2 separate regions of the Mus musculus genome follow, and region 2 is linked to region 1. The links are chromatin contacts, called in public ChIA-PET maps. All regions are on one chromosome and are shown on one strand. Each heading gives the region's core, a stretch centred on a gene start, on an enhancer-like site or on the middle of the called end of the contact. The rest is flanking DNA. Distances are from core to core; before and after follow the strand shown.

Region 1 (5,400 bases), core at 13-2,512:
TAAATCAAAGATAAATGAGGATGGATGGAAAATAATCTTTTTTTAGTCTTTGACCTTGAATCAAGGCTGGCCATATCACTTCTCCATGTTTAAGTAACGTCATTAGTATATTTTGCCTGCTTCACAAATAAATGTCATGCATGTTTGTTTGTTTGTTTGTTTTTAATTTTTTTTTAGTGTGTGCGCACACCACAGACCACATGTGGAGGTCAGAGGACAACTGTGGGACTCAGTTCTCTCCTTCTACTGTGTGGGTCCAAGGGACTGAACTCAAGTCATCGGTCTTGGTGACTTTTGGTGACTTGATGACTTGGTTTTTTTTACCCACTGAACCAGCCCACTGCATCCCCCCCCCAAATGTTCTTTACCAAAAGCACACTTGCCAAGACCCAGGGAGCTACAGAACAAAATACACCAAAGTTGCACAGCTGTCACATCAAAGTGGTGGCTCAGCCCTGTTGGCACTAAGCACTAGAGTGTGGTTGGTCCTATGTGTGGTGTGTGGCCCCTGCATGATACACACAGGACTTGGTAGGAAAGACTTAGTACAAACATTAGGATACAAACAGTGCCACCTGGATAGTTTTCTCTCATATACATACTGGAGGTCATAAGTTTGACCTATCTAGAGTTAAATATAATTTATAGCAAGGACTTACTTTCTTTTGTTTCTTTTAACTGTTTAAACATAGCCATACTACATTTAAACCACATTTTTTGTGTGTCCTGGATGTCTACTGAACAGTGCTATGGATGAGGGTGTTACAGCTCAAGCTGTCATCAAACAGTGAAACTTCTACAACACGCTGGCACTCTGACACCCTGTAACTTGCAGGCCCGAGGGAGATCGGTCTGTGGCTGTAAGGTGTAGGCCAGGAGCTGGCAACAACACAGGAGACCCCAGCAAAGATCAGCTCACTACAAAAGAAACACACAGCTTGTGTCCAGAACTGGAGACAGTTTTGTCCTGGACATGCCTAACTCCTTACAGGATCCCAGAACCAGGCTGCTTCCAGGCAGGCATGGTGCAGGAGGAGCTGAGAGTTCTACATCTTCATCTGAGGCAAACAGGAGACTGATTTCTAGGACAGGGTTTTAAAGCCCACACCCACAGTAACACACTTCCTCCAACAAGACCACACCCACCCCAACAAAGCTGCACCTCCTAATAGCGTCACTCCCTGGGCCAAGCATCTTCAAACCTCCACAGGGATCCTTTCAGGGATGGAGCCTAGCAGAAGATGATTGTAGCACTGGGCATGCTCTTAGACAGGGTTATCATACTGCTTACAGGATGGCACTAAGGACCAATGAGAGTGGACCATCATATAAGAGTAAAACTGGCCCCTCCCTCTCTTTGGCTTCCTGTCTAGCCATGTGCTCTTTCCCTCACACATTTGCTCCCAGCATGATGCTATCAGCTGTGAGGAAGGAAAGCCCGCAGCAGTGGCCAAACGGATCACACGTACTTTCAGCCTCCAAAACTGTATTCTAAAAATGTCTGTTGTATAAAATTCCCAGTCTCAGGTATTTTGTTAGAGCAATGGGGGGTGAGGGGGATGGGGGAATGATCACAGACTTCTCCTTTTTCCTTCTGTAACAAAGTCTTTCAGAGGACCTCTAACGCTTATAGTCGGTTAAACAAACAAGAGCATCTTAGAAATCAGTAACATACCAACTCCATTAACTGTTTGAGCTGACCTATCTCTTCAGGCAGTGATCCGAGCTTGTTGTTGCTTGCGATTAAGACTTTGAGAGGCAGACCACACAGGCAGGCGGGCAGGGCAGACAGCTGATTTCGACTGTGAAGACAATACAACAAAAACACACGTAAACAGAAAGGCCACGTCATGATGCTGCCTGGAAGTGGGCTCTCTTTTGTTGGCGAGTGCGTTTTCCTTTGGGTTACTGGAGATCTCTATGTAGGCCTAGCTGTCCTGGAAACCTCAATAGGCTAGGATGGCTTTAAACAGTACAATCTTCTCTCTCTGCATCCACAGTGCTACAATTACAGTCCCGCAGCACCATGCTCAACTGTGAACATTTTGCAAAAATAAAAACGCCAATTCTCTGTCTAAGAAGTCACTCAAATTTTAAATTTTAAGTGGGCAAGGGGGTGGGGTAAAAAAAACACATAAAAAAGAATGAAGGAGTGGATAGACAAGACTGGATAACAAGTATGAAAATGCAATTTGACGACTAACTTGAGGTTTCATTTATACTGGTCAGAATGGCCAAGGTGGATAAAACAAATGACAGTGCCTGCTGGTGGGGACACAGAGCTAGGGGTACACACATCCATCGTTGTTGGGAGTATAAACTTGTATAGTTCCTAGAGAAAGCAGTGTGGCAGTGGGAACTGACCTACCACAAGAACCAGCTATGCCTCTCTGGGCATATAACCAAAGGATGCCTCATCCTACCAGAGACACTTGCTGAGCCATGTTCATTGCTGCTATGTCCATAATAGCCAGAAACTGGAAACAACCTAGATGTCCCTCAGAGGATGGACAGATAATGAAAAAGTGGTCTCTTCGCACAACAGACTATTACTTGGCTATTTTAAAAATGAAATTCACAGGTAAATGAATAGAGCTAGTAAAAATTATTCTGAATGAGAGAACCCAGGCCCAAAAGAACAACTATGGTATGCATTTGCATATATGTGGATGTTAGCTAATAAGTTTCCGGTAAGCAGGGCTACAATCCATATAGCTACAGAGGTTAGACACAGAGTAAGAGACTGGGGGAAATAGAATAGATAGTTATGGGTTGATGGGGAAGTAGAGAGAAAGGGACCATCAGATCCCTCCTGTCAGGGCTCAGGGAACTCTGTGGAAGAGGAAACAAAAAGATTCTAAGAGCGAAAGGAGATGGAGGAGATGGAAACACCAAGAAAACAAGGCCTTCCAGATATAACAGGGCTGACATGCATGTGAACACACAGAGATGTGGCAGGAGGCATGAGGTCTGCACAGGGTTAAGCCAGATGGGGTCCCAGTGGTGAAAGCCGAAGTTCACACCAAGCTCCATCCCTAACCCAGAACCTATCTCCAGCTGATAACTGCTTACAAAGGAAAAGATAGTTTTCTCCAATGGGACCTCACTGGATACACGAACCACTTGTAAGGGCAGGAGCTATGCCCAGCAATAGATAATATAATATAATAGTTTTGAATGGGTTTTTTGTTTTGTTTGTCTGGGTTTTTTTTGTTGTTGTTGTTGTTCTGTTTTGGTGTGTGTGTGTGTGTGTGTGTGTGTGTGTGTGTGTGTGTGTGTGTGTGTTTGTGTGTGTGTGTGTCTGGGCATTTTTCTTTTAACCTTACAGGTCATTTGTTTACATATATGGTTTCCAGTTTAGGGTTTTTATGGGATTTCTATATGTGTGGATGTGTGTGACTACGTGTGTTCTTATGCTTTGTCTTCAGTTCTTTTTGTGTCTGTACATCTACTTGTCTGTCTGTTTTTATCTTATTATCTTTTAGAAGCCTGTTTTCTAAAGAGAGAGAAGGAGGGGAAGCAAGAAAGGATATGGACGTAGGTCCATGGAGAGGTGGTGAGCAATTGAGGGGAAGGGAAGCTGTAATTAAATATATTATATATAAAAAAATATCTTGAATTTTTAAAATTTACAATGAAATATTTTTAAAAGAAATGTGCAATTCTGAGAAAAAGGTGCAATTGGACAGAAAGATTGAACTCTGGGGTCCTGAAGCAGAGTCTGGTAAGCCAACCTTGCAGCTACCCATGAGTATCTCAGCATCACTGATGGGCTGAAATGTTTCCATCAAACACGTGAGCACTGTTAAAGGAAGGGAAGATGCGGGGGCTGGAGAGATGGCTCAGTGGTTAGGAGCACTGACTGTTCTTCCAGAGGTATGAGTTCAAATCCCAGCAACATGGTGGCTCACAACCATCTGTAATGAGATCTGATACTCTCTTCTGGTGTATCTGAAGACAGCTACAGTGTACTTATATGTAATAAATAAATCTTAAATTTAATTTAAAAAAAAAAGGGAAGGGATGATGTCACCAGGTTTGATCATTCTACTTTCTGCAGCTGACAATTCTCACCAACTCCTGTGTGTGCATTATAAACACACAAAGTGGCCCTCTGCAAGAGGCAGCTTTGCACAGTATGGTGCCATGGGGCTCCTTGAATAGAAGGACAGAAGACAGAAGGACAGAAAGGACAGGAAGACAGGAAGAGAGAAGGCAAAAGGACAACTTTTTTCTCAAAACAAGAGCAATGGAAGCTCATGCCATAAATAGTCCCCAGAAGCCCAGTGCTACAGGCTACCTCTTAAATGCCCACCACCAGGCTGGAGAGATGGCTTAGCAGTTAAGAGCACTCTGCCTATTCTTCCAGAGGACCTGAGTTCAATTCCCAGCAACCACATGGTGGCTCACAACCATCTGTAATGAGATCTGATGCCCTCTTCTGGTGTGTCTGAAGACAGCTACAGTGTACTCATATAAATAACAAATAAATAAAAACTTTTTAAAAAAAAAATTAATGGTTGTAAACTACCATGTGGCTTCTGAAAACTGAACTTGGGTCCTCTGGGAGAGCAGGAAGTGCTTTTGACCACTGAGCCATCTCTCCAGAACCCAAGATTTGTAATATTAATTTTAAGCATGAAAAGGAAGAAAAAGAGAGGTGTTGGGGTTGGAGGGGGGGGTGTAGGGGAGAAATGTCCATGAGCGTAGGTGTGGTTTCTCAAAGGAGAGCCATTGTTAGCAGAGAGAGGAAAATTACAGCAATGCACAAATAAGTGGGGTTCACTCAGCTCCACACTATTACAAGAGCTGCTACACCTAAAGTCTGTCTGAGTACCTGCAAATGAGCTGAGGAAAAGAAAAAAAAGAAACATAGCCTTCTACCAAAGGATGCCCGGAACCCAGAGGGCTTCAGCTTCCCAGAGCAGCCAGCCAAGTCTGATGGAGGCTTTGTTCCACTCTGCATGCAGAGCTAGACCACATCGAGTCTCCAAATTTCCCATTGTCCACGTTTAGTTTTCTAAGACAGAGAAAGAGAGTCAATTTATGAAACGTGATTGACTCTCCACATGTTCATGTCAGCCATTCATTTCAGCCTCCTCCCCGACACAGAGCCCTTTGTCATACTACCACAGAGACAGAAGGGTACAGTTCTCTGACTTTCTTTCCCCATTATCGTATAGATGAAGCCAACGGCATGGGATTGGAACTATTAAAAACTTTCCCTGTGTTTGTGCACACACGCATTCAATGTCACACCCTCTGTGCACGTACAATCACATCTAAAAACATCTGTAAAGTCACTAAGAGAGACACATTTCTAACATATCAATATATCATTGGTAGTCCTTTGGGGGTATCCAATAAGTGGCTTTTTTATTTTCCTTTGCATACATTGCT
Region 2 (5,098 bases), core at 1,083-3,582, 360 kb after region 1:
AGGACGAACCATCTCCAAGGTGGGAGATTTATGAATTGGCCAGCTCCTATAGTTCTGTTTAAGATTAGTCCAAGATAGGAAGAGCTGTAATTGTATCAGAAAAGATTTAGGTTACAAGGCAGGGATATGAGACACCGGAGAGGTTATAGAGTTTCCTTATTTGGGTCTTTTCAAAGAAAATGCTAGATGGTTCTCTTTCTGGGACAGTCTGTTCACTGGCTCGCCTAGAAGCTAGGAATGAACTGGATCAGCGTCTCTTTAGCCGTGTGTGAAGACATCCCAGAAAATAGGTCCCATGGGCCACTTTGACAGCTCTGCTGCTCTGAACTGCTCCACTGGGCAGCCGAGCAGGGACATCTACCTGGGGTTCAGAAAGAGATGCATCTTCTGGAACAGCTCTGTGTGTGACGAAAGGTAAGGACAGGGACAGTGGCTGGCCCCTGGGAGCCAGGCCCCCTCCCCCACTTGCTCACTTCTTAAGAGACATCTCCGGGGTCCAGCCACTACTCTGGTGGGCACTCATACCAACCACGTTGTTCTCTGCAAGCTCGGCTCTAATCTGCAGATTCACTGCTCAGCTACTGAGAGAAGTCTTGAGACTTTTTAACATAGAAGGGACTCCCCCTGTCAATATAGGGATGAAGAAACTGAGGCCCAGAGAACAAACTGGAGGTTAATGCTACACAGCCGGAAGGGAGGCAGGGTCTCCTCACGAGAGCCCAGACACAGCCTTCCCTCACTCCCCCTGCCTTTTATCCCAGTAGAGACTCATTTGGCAAACTTACTCATTTAGTGAATTGAGTGGGCTGATTTCGGTATTTGGTATTCTTAGTTATGTATGTCTGTATTTCTGTACTTTGAGACAGGGTAGTCCTGACTGGCCTAGAATTTTCGCCATGTAGCAAAGGCTGATCTCAAACTCAAGGAGAGCTTACTGTCTCAGTATCCTTTGTGACAGGCTTGTGGGTCCATGTCACGATGCCTGCCATGCTATTTTCATTTTAGATAGGCCTCCTCTCTGCTCCTTTTTTTTTCCTTTAATTTGCAAAGGTCTGTGTTTAACCTTTTCCACTCCAGGAAATCCCACTATTACATTAATCATCATCTACGCGTTACATTCAAGACTTGACGTTTAAGCGTGGGCTTCATGAAGCACTAGCCTTTGGGGCTCCCATTCTTGTTCCTCTTTCTGCATCTCTCAGCAACTAGAGCAGAGCTTTATACAGAAACAACTAGGTGGGATTTCATTCCTGGATGAGTGAATGGTGGTGTATATTCAGACGATAACTTTAGATTGATCGATATCAGTTCTTTGAACAAACGTTTTGGGCATGGTTCTTAAAAATCCCTGTCCTAGAGCAAGATGAACAGTAGCTGTGGATTCCCAAGAGGCCAGTACCATGGGTAGCACTGTAGCCTAAGCAAGAAGAGGGGTGCCAGTGTACTATAGTACCCTCAGACTCCAGCCTGGTGTATCACCCTTGCTTACAAAGCTTGGGGTGGTTATCTTGGTAGAGAGCAGGGGTATTAGGGATGTTCAAGAAAGGACAGGCGGGGCCGTGCAGTCTCTTGAGTTGGAGATGGGGCTGGGACCTGTCCCTGTAACCTCAGAAGCCCCTTGATTGAATGGCCAACTTCTAGAGGCTTTCAGAGCGTGGTGAGCAGGCTAGAGTGCTGGGACCTGCTGGCTTTCCTAGCAGTGTCGGCCCAGCTGCAGCTTCACGGGTGACAGGCCTCCTTTGTCTTCTCCCCTAAGGCCTTCAGGTCAGAGGCTGGAAAGAAAGGTGTCGGTGCCCTAGAACAGCCTGTGGGAAACTGGTGCATTGGCAGAAAAAAAAAGTCAAATTTGAGGTTAAACTTGATAGAAGGATTTGTAAGATTCCCTTTAAGTGCCCATTTATATCTGAGACCATTTGTAATTGAATTCATTTTTAAAAAGGTATGTTTGGGTATTTGCCTGCTTGTGTGTCTGTGTACCAATTGTGCACCTGGTGCACGTGGAGGTCAAAAGAGGGAGCTGGGTCCCTTGGAACTGGAGTTACTGGAGTTACAGATAAATGGGAGCTGTCATGTGGGTGTTAGAAATCTAAACCCAGGTTCTCTGCAAGAGCAGCCAGTGCTCTTAACCACTGAGGCATTTCTACAATCCCTAAAACTGAATTGAAAAAAACAAAAACCCACAAAAAAAACCCCAAAAATCAAAAACAAAAAAACAAAGTCATTTAAAAGCTGTGTTTTTGGAGTCATCCTTTCTCTGAAAGGTGAACATAAGGAACCCGTATCAGTGACACAGAGTAAGTTGCGGTATATTCTTTGTTAGCTCTCCTAAGGGTGTTCCTGTGAAGCAGAGTCGGCAAGCAGCTTTCACCCTTTTAAACTGTACGAATGTTTTCTTTGGCTACAGAACCGTGTCACATCTTTGCTTCATATCTTAGTCACCTTAAGCTACTGTCAGCCCCGGTAGCTCCTGTGTTGCTTAGACAGTGCGTTTCTGATCGTTCACCGTTCTCGGAGGTCTCCGGAAGCTCTGTCATCCCCCTGGTGGATGCTGAGATCCCCTGAGGTTGCTCAGATGCAACTGGGACCAAGAGTCAGAAGTTTCCAGTTTTCCTTCACCTACAGAGTCAGATTGCAGAGAAAGTGGGGCACAGGCAGAAGTGTGCCTTGATCCTGTGATACGAGGTGGCAGATGCCTGGGACTCTAGCAGGTGGATAACTGGTCACTACTGTCCCTAACCTTAACACTGATGCACCCAGAGTAGCCTGCGTCACCACACCGGGACAGGCCGCTGCCCCCCTCTTTCTGCTGTTTTCACAATCAGTTCTGAAACCTGAGAAATCCCCACTCCTAAGTCCACACTCACTTAGAGGAGCCGTGTTCTTCTGCAAATCCCTCAGCACTGTGATCTGTGGTAAACACCTAACACGCGGTTTCTGCATCTGGTCCTTGGGCAATTTGAGTCAAAATTCTTCGGTAATAACTCATTCTCACAAACCTTGTTGTCTGTCGAGAAGGAGCAGACTTTGTGGCTTCGGCAGCTGGGGAGGTATTGAGCTAGTTTTAAAATTAAGTAAACAACAAACAGAAAAAAAAAAAAAACCTAGCGATCTCTTTAGCCAACTGTCTTGGGATTCTATGGCGATGGATCGAAAAGGCCAAAGTCCCCACGGGAAAGCAGAAGTGACCCAGAGAAATGATTTGAGATTCGTTCTCTTAGATCTAATGGTTTGGGTAGGGATCCATAAGGGAAGGTCCTGAGCTTACTGCTAGTTGAAATGCTTCCTGGCAGAGCATTGTTAGTTGGTGTGGTCATTAGAAAGGGACACGTGAGCTGGTGAGATGCCTCAGCAGGTAAAGGTGATTGGGACTCAGCCTGACGACCGGAGTTGGATCCCTGGGTCCCCACATGCTGAAAGAAGAGAAACGGACTCATTCGAGTTTTCCTCTTACCCCTACTTGTTCGATGTAACACACCCACAGCCATACACTCCCCCACACTAAATAAAATACAATTAAATGTTTTACCAAAAGGTAAGGCACGGGCAGGGTCTGGGGATATAGCTCAGTGGAAGAACACATGATTAATATATATAGGCCCTAGAAGCAAAAAGAATAAATAGTATGAACCATACTCACAACAGAGTCTGTAAAGCTCAATTGAAAGTACTCCCTCGTGCCCTGGAAGACACGTGCCTTCTTTCTTTTTGGGCTCCTGATACCCAAGTAGGAGCCTTTACTGCTGCCTATATGGTGCTAGTATTGCAAAGCGACACCTTCCCCTGAGGACCTGGATAATAGGTGGTGATAAGATAGTCCACTCCTTCTAACTGCAGGAATGAAAATGGGCACAGTCCCCTCAGGCAAACACATAAACTATGTACGATATCTAAAATTAGACACTACTGCAGCGATGTCCTTCTTAGACATGGCTGGTGTGCATGTTAGAACATTAATCATGTCCTGCCCCACGCTGGGGAAGCACTCTCCTTTCCACACCGCACTTGGTCTAATTAGCTGAAGAGTCTCCTCTCTGTCAAAGTCACTGAGACTTTTAGGGGTAACTTCACCCTCTCTCTTCTCTTCTCTGTATTGGGAACACCAACTGGAACGGCCTTGGAGCATTTGTGCACAAAGCATTTCACGTGGTTGCATGACAGTTTACCCCGTGCATAAATCAGAAAACTGTAATAAACTTCATCTGATGCTCCAGTCTCTAAAAGTGGAGCTGTTTTTCTAGGTCCTGCTCAGCATGAAGGTAAAAGAAACACAATGATTTGTGTAAGTCTGGGCCCTACACAGCCCACAGTGGCCACAGCAACTTAAGCTGTCAGCTCCAACCCTCTTACCAGCCCATTTCTTATACTGCTTAAGTACTCTTTTCTCCCCCCTTCTTTCCTCCCTCTCCCTTCCTCTCCCTCCCTGCCTCCATCTTTCTCTCCCTCCCTCCCTTCCTTCCTTTCTTTCTCTCTTCCTTTCTTTCTTTCTCAAAGCTATTGAACCAATGAAGACTTGAGGATTTTTAAACATGAAGTTATTTCCACTATTTTCATCTCCAAGTTGATCTTCCCACCCACAAACCTCTAAAGAGAATATTGTTAGGTGGTATGTTACATTATATTAGACATTTGTTCCTGACCAACATATTGGTTTTATTTTGTGGTTGTTTTGGTTTTTGTTGGTTTGCTTGTTTTGTTTTGCTTTGTTTTGTTGAGACAGGGTTCCCCTCTGTGGTCCTGGAACTCACTAGTTCAGGTTGGTCTCAAATTCAGAGATTTCCCCATGCCTCTGCCTCCTGAGTGCTGGGATAAAGAGGTATGCCACCATGCTTGGAGACATTTGGTATTTATACTAAAACATTTCTCCTTCATTATACCATGACCTTTGAAGGTTTTTTTTTTTCCCACTTCGATGGTTCTTCTATTGCTTCTATGGCTCTGTTCTTTAAAAGTTATTTATATTTTTATTTATGTATATGTGGGTGCCTGCATGAGTTTATGCACACCACGTTTGTACAGGTGAGGCCAGAGGACATCGGGGCCCCTGGAGTTGGACTTACAGGTGTTGCCGAGCTACCCGATGTGGGTGCTAGGAATCAAA

What was found. ChIA-PET counts read pairs in DNA pulled down with a chosen protein or histone mark.
Region 2: a contact with region 1 is called in an RNA polymerase II ChIA-PET map of effector CD8 T cells, with 6 read pairs. The contact joins two enhancer-like sites. A contact is called at or near these places in 3 of 484 Hi-C or Micro-C datasets (CD4 T cells and LSK cells) and 1 of 115 datasets of contacts at active chromatin or transcription factors (effector CD8 T cells).

Annotation. Positions count from the first base shown.
Region 1 is chr14:74,833,974-74,839,373 of GRCm38.p6, forward strand. It overlaps Lrch1 (leucine-rich repeats and calponin homology (CH) domain containing 1), which reads right to left. Exons shown (of 19, transcript NM_001252132.1): 3 at 1,676-1,802. Among named protein-coding and RNA genes, the nearest start is that of Gm52135, 18 kb to the left of the region's middle. Within about 2 kb of position 1,263, at least 24 of the 459 cell types and tissues checked have an H3K27ac peak or open chromatin away from gene starts, as enhancers often do. A contact at or near this core is called in effector CD8 T cells, where this site is marked.
Region 2 is chr14:75,190,124-75,195,221 of GRCm38.p6, forward strand. All of the region lies in intron 2 of Lcp1 (lymphocyte cytosolic protein 1), which reads left to right. Among named protein-coding and RNA genes, the nearest start is that of Cpb2, 50 kb to the right of the region's middle. Within about 2 kb of position 2,333, at least 64 of the 459 cell types and tissues checked have an H3K27ac peak or open chromatin away from gene starts, as enhancers often do. A contact at or near this core is called in effector CD8 T cells, where this site is marked.